Linked DNA regions of Sus scrofa: region 1 is linked to region 2. A link is a contact called in public HiChIP or PLAC-seq data. All regions are on one chromosome and are shown on one strand. The core of a region is the stretch at or near the end of the contact, and the rest is flanking DNA. Distances in the headings are between cores, read along the strand shown.

Evidence for each region. HiChIP or PLAC-seq counts read pairs in DNA pulled down with a chosen protein or histone mark.
Region 1: an H3K27ac HiChIP or PLAC-seq map of alveolar macrophages shows a contact between it and region 2. The contact joins two enhancer-like sites. A contact is called at or near these places in 1 of 47 Hi-C or Micro-C datasets (embryonic fibroblasts) and 1 of 2 datasets of contacts at active chromatin or transcription factors (alveolar macrophages).

Annotation. Positions count from the first base shown.
Region 1 is chr12:43,816,346-43,819,712 of Sscrofa11.1, reverse strand. No RefSeq gene overlaps it. Among named protein-coding and RNA genes, the nearest start is that of NF1, 64 kb to the right of the region's middle. Within about 2 kb of position 1,357, at least 10 of the 83 cell types and tissues checked have an H3K27ac peak or open chromatin away from gene starts, as enhancers often do. A contact at or near this core is called in alveolar macrophages, where this site is marked.
Region 2 is chr12:43,688,269-43,691,530 of Sscrofa11.1, reverse strand. It overlaps NF1 (neurofibromin), which reads left to right. Exons shown (of 59, transcript XM_021067460.1): 2 at 270-413. Among named protein-coding and RNA genes, the nearest start is that of NF1, 64 kb to the left of the region's middle. Within about 2 kb of position 1,265, at least 1 of the 83 cell types and tissues checked has an H3K27ac peak or open chromatin away from gene starts, as enhancers often do. A contact at or near this core is called in alveolar macrophages, where this site is marked.

The DNA of each region.
Region 1 (3,367 bases), core at 108-2,607, 130 kb before region 2:
GCAACACCAGATTGCAGCCATGTCTTCGACCTATACCACTGCTCACGGCAACGCCAGATCCTTCACCCACTGAGTGAGGCCAGGGATGGAACCTGCAACCTCATGGTTCCTAGTCGATTCGTTAACCACTGTGCCACAACGGGAACTCCCATGTATCTTTTTTTAAAATTTTTTTTAATTTTTAAAATGTACTTATTTTTATTACTCAATGAATTTATTACATTTGTAGTTGTAGAAATGTTAATCTAATCCCACTGTGACAAGAATTTTTCAAATTTGAACTGAGAGGTGATTGATGCATTGACTAATCTTATTGTGGTAATCATTTCTTGCAATATACGTATCAGTTTATTGAGTTGTTCATTTTAAACTAACACAATGTTTTCTGTCAGTTATATCTTAGCGAAGCTGGAGGAGAAGCTCCAGCTGTGGTGCAGTGGGTTAATGATCTGGCTTGTCTCTGTGGAGGCTCCGGTTCAATCCCTGGACCAGCGTCTTGGGTTAAGGATCCAACATTGCCACAGCTGCAGCCTAGGTCACAGCTCTGGCTTGGCTTCAATCCCTAGCCCAGGGAACTTCCACATGCCTCAGGTGCGGTCAAAAAGAAAAACTAGAAGAAAAGCTGAGGGGGACAAAGAGTTTTGCTGAGGTAAATATTTTTTAAAATAAATAGGTCATTAAGTAGGGTTAGGAATGCTTTGTTACGAAAAAAGATTTTTGATGAAATGGAAATTTTTTTCTTTTTCGGATCATTAACCCACTGCATCACAGCAGGAACTCTGAAATGGAATTTTCTGTAGCAAGTTTACTATTTATATTGACTCTAAGTATAAGGCTGCTCCTAGCCCCATGTGTCACCTTCTGTCAGGCAATTTACCTTTGCTCACCATTTGGGAAATGGTTTTATATTAACAAAGAGGCCCAGGGAGATCCCATGATGGCACGGTGGTCAACAAACCCGACTAGGAACCATGAGGTTGTAGGTTCGATTCCCTGGCCTTGCTCAGTGGGTCAAGGATCTGGCGTTGCCATGAGCTGTGGTCTAGGTCGAAGACACAGCTCGGATCCCACGTTGCTGTGGCTGTGGTGTAGGCTGGTGGCTACAGCTCTGATTTGCCCCCTAGCCTGGGAACCTCCATATACCACGGGTGCAGCCCTAGAAAAGCCAAAAAATAAAACAAAGAGGCCAAAGTAGACAGTGTACCTCTGCTTTAATCTTTCAAGAAACACACCTGCCTTCATGCCTGGCACAACCTTAAAAATCAGGTAAGTAACATAGAAAATAGGGACTCCCATAAAACTATTCACACTAGTGACAGGGATTGATGGAGACCTCTGAGCTTTTAGTGACTTCTTCTGTCCTCTGCTGGACACAGTTGGGATTGCATGGCCCTTAGGCTTTTTACAGAGTTGAAGAAGTACAGTATTTCATCCGAACTTTCTCTCTCTACTTTTTTTTTTTTTTTTGGTCTTTTTTTAGGGCTGCACCCTGGGTATATAGAAGTTCTCAGGCTAGTGGTCAAATTGGAGCTGTAGCTGTCAGCCTACACCACAGCCACAGCAACGTGTGATTCAAGCTGCATCTGTGACCTAAAACTGCAGTTCGCGGCAACATTGGATCCTTAACCCAATGATCAAGGTCAGGGATCAAACCAATGTCCTCATGAATTCTAGTTTCTAGTAGGGTTCATTCCCAAAACCTCTCATTTTTCTTTCCTTTTTCTTTTCTTTTTTTTTAGGGCCACACCCACAGCATGCGGAAGTTCCCAGGCTAGGGGTCAAATCAGAGCTATAGCTACTGGCCTACACCACAGCCACAGCAACACTGGATCCCAGCTGCATCTGTGACCTGTAACACAGCTCACAGCAATGCCAGGTCCTTAACCCACTGAGTGAGGCCAGGGATAGAACCCGCATCCCCATGCATACTATTCAGATTCGTTTCCCCTACACCACAATGAGAACTCCTACCTCTCATTTTTTTTTTATTTTTTTTTTTTTTTGTCTTTTCTAGGGCCGCTCCTGAGGCATATGGAAGTTCCCAGGCTAGGGGTCTAATCCGAGCTATACCGCTGGCCTACGCCAGAGCCACAGCAATGCCAGATCCAAGCCGTGTCTGCAAACTACACCACAGCTCATGGCAACACCGGATCCTTGACCCACTGAGCAAGGCCAGGGATCGAACCCACAACCTCATGGTTCCTAGTAGGATTCGTTAGCCACTGAGCCACAACGGGAACTCTCTTACCTCTCATTTTTGAGAGAAAGAAAGTAAGGCCCAGAGTTCTCATTAGGAACCCGACTGGTACCCATGAGGATGCAGGTTTGATCCCCGGCCTCGATCAGTGGTTAAGGATCCAGCTGTGGTGTAGTTCACAGACCCTGCATTGCTGTGGCTGTGGTGTAGGCCAGCAGCTGCAGCTCTGATTCAACCCCTAAAATGAGAACCTCCATATGCCTCAGGTGCAGCCCTAAAAAGCCAAAAAAGAGGAAAAGAAAAAGAAAAGAAAGTCCCAGTGGGTTTATGTGACTTATCCAAGGTTATTCAATTACATAGTGGCATGTTCAAGACCAGCACTAGAAGAATATAATCTCGTTTAATGATAAAACGCAGATGAGCCAACATTGGTGAACTCCATCAGGATGAATACTCTTGGGATTATATAAAGAGAATTATCTTTTTTTTTTTTTTTTTTTTTTGTCTTTTTGCCATTTCTTTGGGCCACTCCCATGGCATATGGAGGTTCCAGGCTAGGGGTCTAATCAGAGCTGTAGCCACCGGCCTACGCCAGAGCCACAGCAACGCGGATCCGAGCCGCGTCTGCAACCCACACCACAGCTCACGGCAATGCCAGATCCTTTAACCCACTGAGCAAGGGCAGGGATCGAACCCGAAACCTCATGATTCCTAGTCGGATTCGTTAACCACTGCGCTGTGACGGGAACTCCAAGAGAATTATCTTTAGAAATGGTAACAACTGGCACAGACAAAGTGGTCGATAACCAAGAATTAAAAATTAGGATTGTTTGAGGTCATAATAATTTCATGTCCCCTAACCCATAACCCCGCAATTATCCTTAGTCACTATTTGATGATCTTTGTGGAGTAATAGAGAAGAGATTCAGATAATTCACTTTCACAAAAGTTCTTAGTTTCAAATTCTTTCTTTTTGCCGCACCCTCTGCAGAAGGAAGTTCTGGGCCAGGGATTGAATCCAAGCTGCAGCTACGACCTTTGCCACAGCTGTTCAGGCTGGGATCAACCCAAACCTCCACAGCGACCTGAGCCACTGCAGTCAGATCCTTAACCCACTGTGCCACAGTGGGAACTCCCGAAGATTCCTCTTCTTGATTTTGGTTTGTTAAA
Region 2 (3,262 bases), core at 16-2,515:
CTATTTCTGTGCGTCATCATTCTGTCTTACATAGTGCTGGGTAAAGATTTAATTTTGTAAGATTTATGACTTTCAGAAAGAAAGCTGGAAAAATTGAAATTTCTAAAGACTTATTTGATATAAATTTCATTATGTATTGAAAATTGGAGCTTGAGATACAGAGACAACTGATTGATACAGATTTTCCTAAAATCTCATGATTTTCAATGAGAAAGAGAATTCTCTTCAGTCATTTTCAAATGTAAGCTAACATGTTTTTCCCCCCTCAGCTTCCAATAAAAACAGGACAACAGAACACACATACCAAAGTCAGTACCGAACACAACAAGGAATGTCTTATCAATATTTCCAAATACAAATTTTCTTTGGTTATAAGCGGCCTCACTACTATCTTAAAGAATGTTAACAATATGGTGAGTATTTGCATTACTGTTTATGTGGAAATTTGATTTGGTTTGGTTTTGATTTAAAAATTTGGAGCAGCATGTCTTGAAGTATATAAAGTCATTTTCTGTGGACTCTGGATATAAACATTCATCTTAATTTGTGGATAAGCACAGGTAACCTTTTGACTTGGATTTTAGGTTTTTTTTTTTTTTTTTTTTTTTTTTTTTTTTTTTTTTTTTTTTTTTTTTGTTTTTTTTTTGCTATGAGTTACTAGTCGATCACTGTAGCAAGTACAGCACGCGGATCGAGCCGTCTGGACTACACACATCACGCTGGATCTTAATGAGCACAGGAAACCTCATTTTCGACGTTCGCGGATCGATTTTAGGTTTTGATTCTTTTTCTTAAATATTTGTCTTATTTGTGACCCTATCTACTTTTCCATTTTTCCAGAATTAGTATTTCATACAGATTTTCTCATATGTAAATTGACCATAGTAATCTGTTAAAATCTCTTCTTTAGCTTCTCATTTAGATATTTACATATTAGACTGTCCCAGTCCTAAGTGGTAATAAATAAAATTTGACCTTAGGATAAATAGGATTTATGGTCCTAAATGTGAGTTGCTTTTTTTTTTTTTTTTTTTTAAGGGCCTCACCCATGGCATATGGAGGTTCCCAGGTGAGGGATCTAGTTGGAGCTGTAACCACTGGCCTATGCCCAAGCTATAGCAACACCAGATCTGAGCTGCGTTTGTGACCCACACCACAGCTCACGGCAATGCTGGATCCTTAACCCACTGAGCAAGGCCAGGGATCGAATCTCTGCAATCTCGTGGTTCCTAGTCAGATGTGCTTCCTCTGTGCCATGACAGGAACTCCTTTTTTTTTTTAAGGGGTGAGATTGCTTTTATGAGCTACTGTGTTATTTTCTTCCTCCTATAACCTATGACAGCTTCTGTAATAGAGACTTTTGAAACAGTTTTCCTCAAATACCAGTTTCATTCAGTATTTTCATTGTCAAAAGCTCATAATTGCTTTTTTTCCCCTGTGTTTTATAAAATCTGTTTATATTCCCTAGACTTCAGGGTACTCCAGCTATTTTATGTCTGTACCTTTGAACAGCGTATTTTTCCTGTCTCTGTCAGGTGATTCCTTCCTCTATGTCTATCCCTATCTAAAATCTCCTTCATGCTCAGTTCAAAACAACTGCTCTGGATAGTTCTTGATTAAGTCCAAACTGCTCTGCTACTTTTGAGTACTTATAATCACAATTTGTATTATTTATATTGAGCAATGAAACTGAGTTCTGGTTATAGGTTTTGAAAATCAGTACTGTTTTCATAGCCAAATCATCTTTGGTGTGTTTCCTTTTTAAAGAGTTAATTAGAAAATAGCGTAGACTTAGAGAACTGGTAAACTGGAGGTGTGGGCAGTCATTTGCCTAACAAAGATGTTTTCTCTTTATGGAAAAAAGGTAAGATTTTCTGAAAAAAAGCAAGGCCTTTAATAAACGTGTAAAGTGATTTACAGAAATTTAAGATTTTGTGGCCCCCTTCTGTTGTACAGTGTGTGGATCATAGAGATAGGATTATATAAATAAGTGGCCATATTCTCAGTTAGATTGAAAATATTTTAATGTGTGGAGCCTCCTTTTGAAAACAAAAACAAGGGAGTTCTCATTGTGGCTTGATGAGTTAAGAACCCAACTGGTATCCAAGAGGATGTGGGTTCAATTCCTGGCCTGGCTCAGTGGGCTAAGGATCCGGCGTTGCCTCAAGTTGAGGCTTAGGTTGCAGATGCAGCTCAGATCTGGCGTTGCTGTGGCGTAGGCCAGTAGCTGCAGCTCCGATTCAACCCCTGTCCTGGGAACTGCTGCAGGTGCGGCCCTCAGAAGAAGAACAAAAACAATATTGTGCTATTGGCATTCACTTAGTCTTATTGAGTAAATTGAATTATGGAAGCCATAGTCCCTCCTTTTTTTTAAATTTTGTTGAAGTATAGTTGATTTACAGTGTTGTGGAAACCATAGTCTCTTGGTGGTAGATAGTGTAGTATTTGGTTTAGGATAGTGAGTGCTTAAAATTCACCGTAATTGGCATTACAGCATTTTGTTGCTATAAGAATTTAGGCTTTGATTATTTTGTAGCATCAAAGTATGGTTTATGTTTAATTCAAGATTCTGGTAAAGATTTGTATGTGTATCTAGTAGTTCCCATTGTGACTCAGTGGTAACGAACCCAACCAGCATCCATGAGAATCCAGATTCAATCCTTGGCTTTGCTCAGTGGGTTAAGGATCTGGTGGTGTAGGTCACATACGCAGCTTGGGTTGCTGTGGTTGTGGTGTAGGCCTGCAGCTGTAGCCCCGATTTGACCCCTAGCCTAGGAACTTCCATATGTCACAGGTGTGGCCCTAAAAAGCAAAAAAAAAAAAAAAAAAAAGAAAGAAAGAAATGGCATTTTCTATCCTCTAGTGGAACAAGATGTAGGAGAGTTTGGAGACAGTGGCTAAATACAGCCGTACATATATATATTTGGAAGTTACCTAAACACCTAACAAGAACAGTTAATTTTTTTTTTAAGAACAGTTAATTTTAAAAAAAGATTTATATGTATATCTAAATCCTACATGTGTTGTTTTTTTTGTTTTTTTGTTTGTTTTTGTTTTTGTTTGTGCCTGTGGCATGGGGAAGTTTCCAAGCCAGGGCTTTGACCCAAGTTACAGTAGTAGCAATGCTGAATCCTTAACTGCTAGGCCATCAAGGAACTCTATAAATCCTACATATTTTTAAAGTACAAACCAGAATATCTTTTATTGTGGCAAGCTAATTGCAGACTGTAATGGCAGCATTTTCGTTTACCTCAGTATTTTG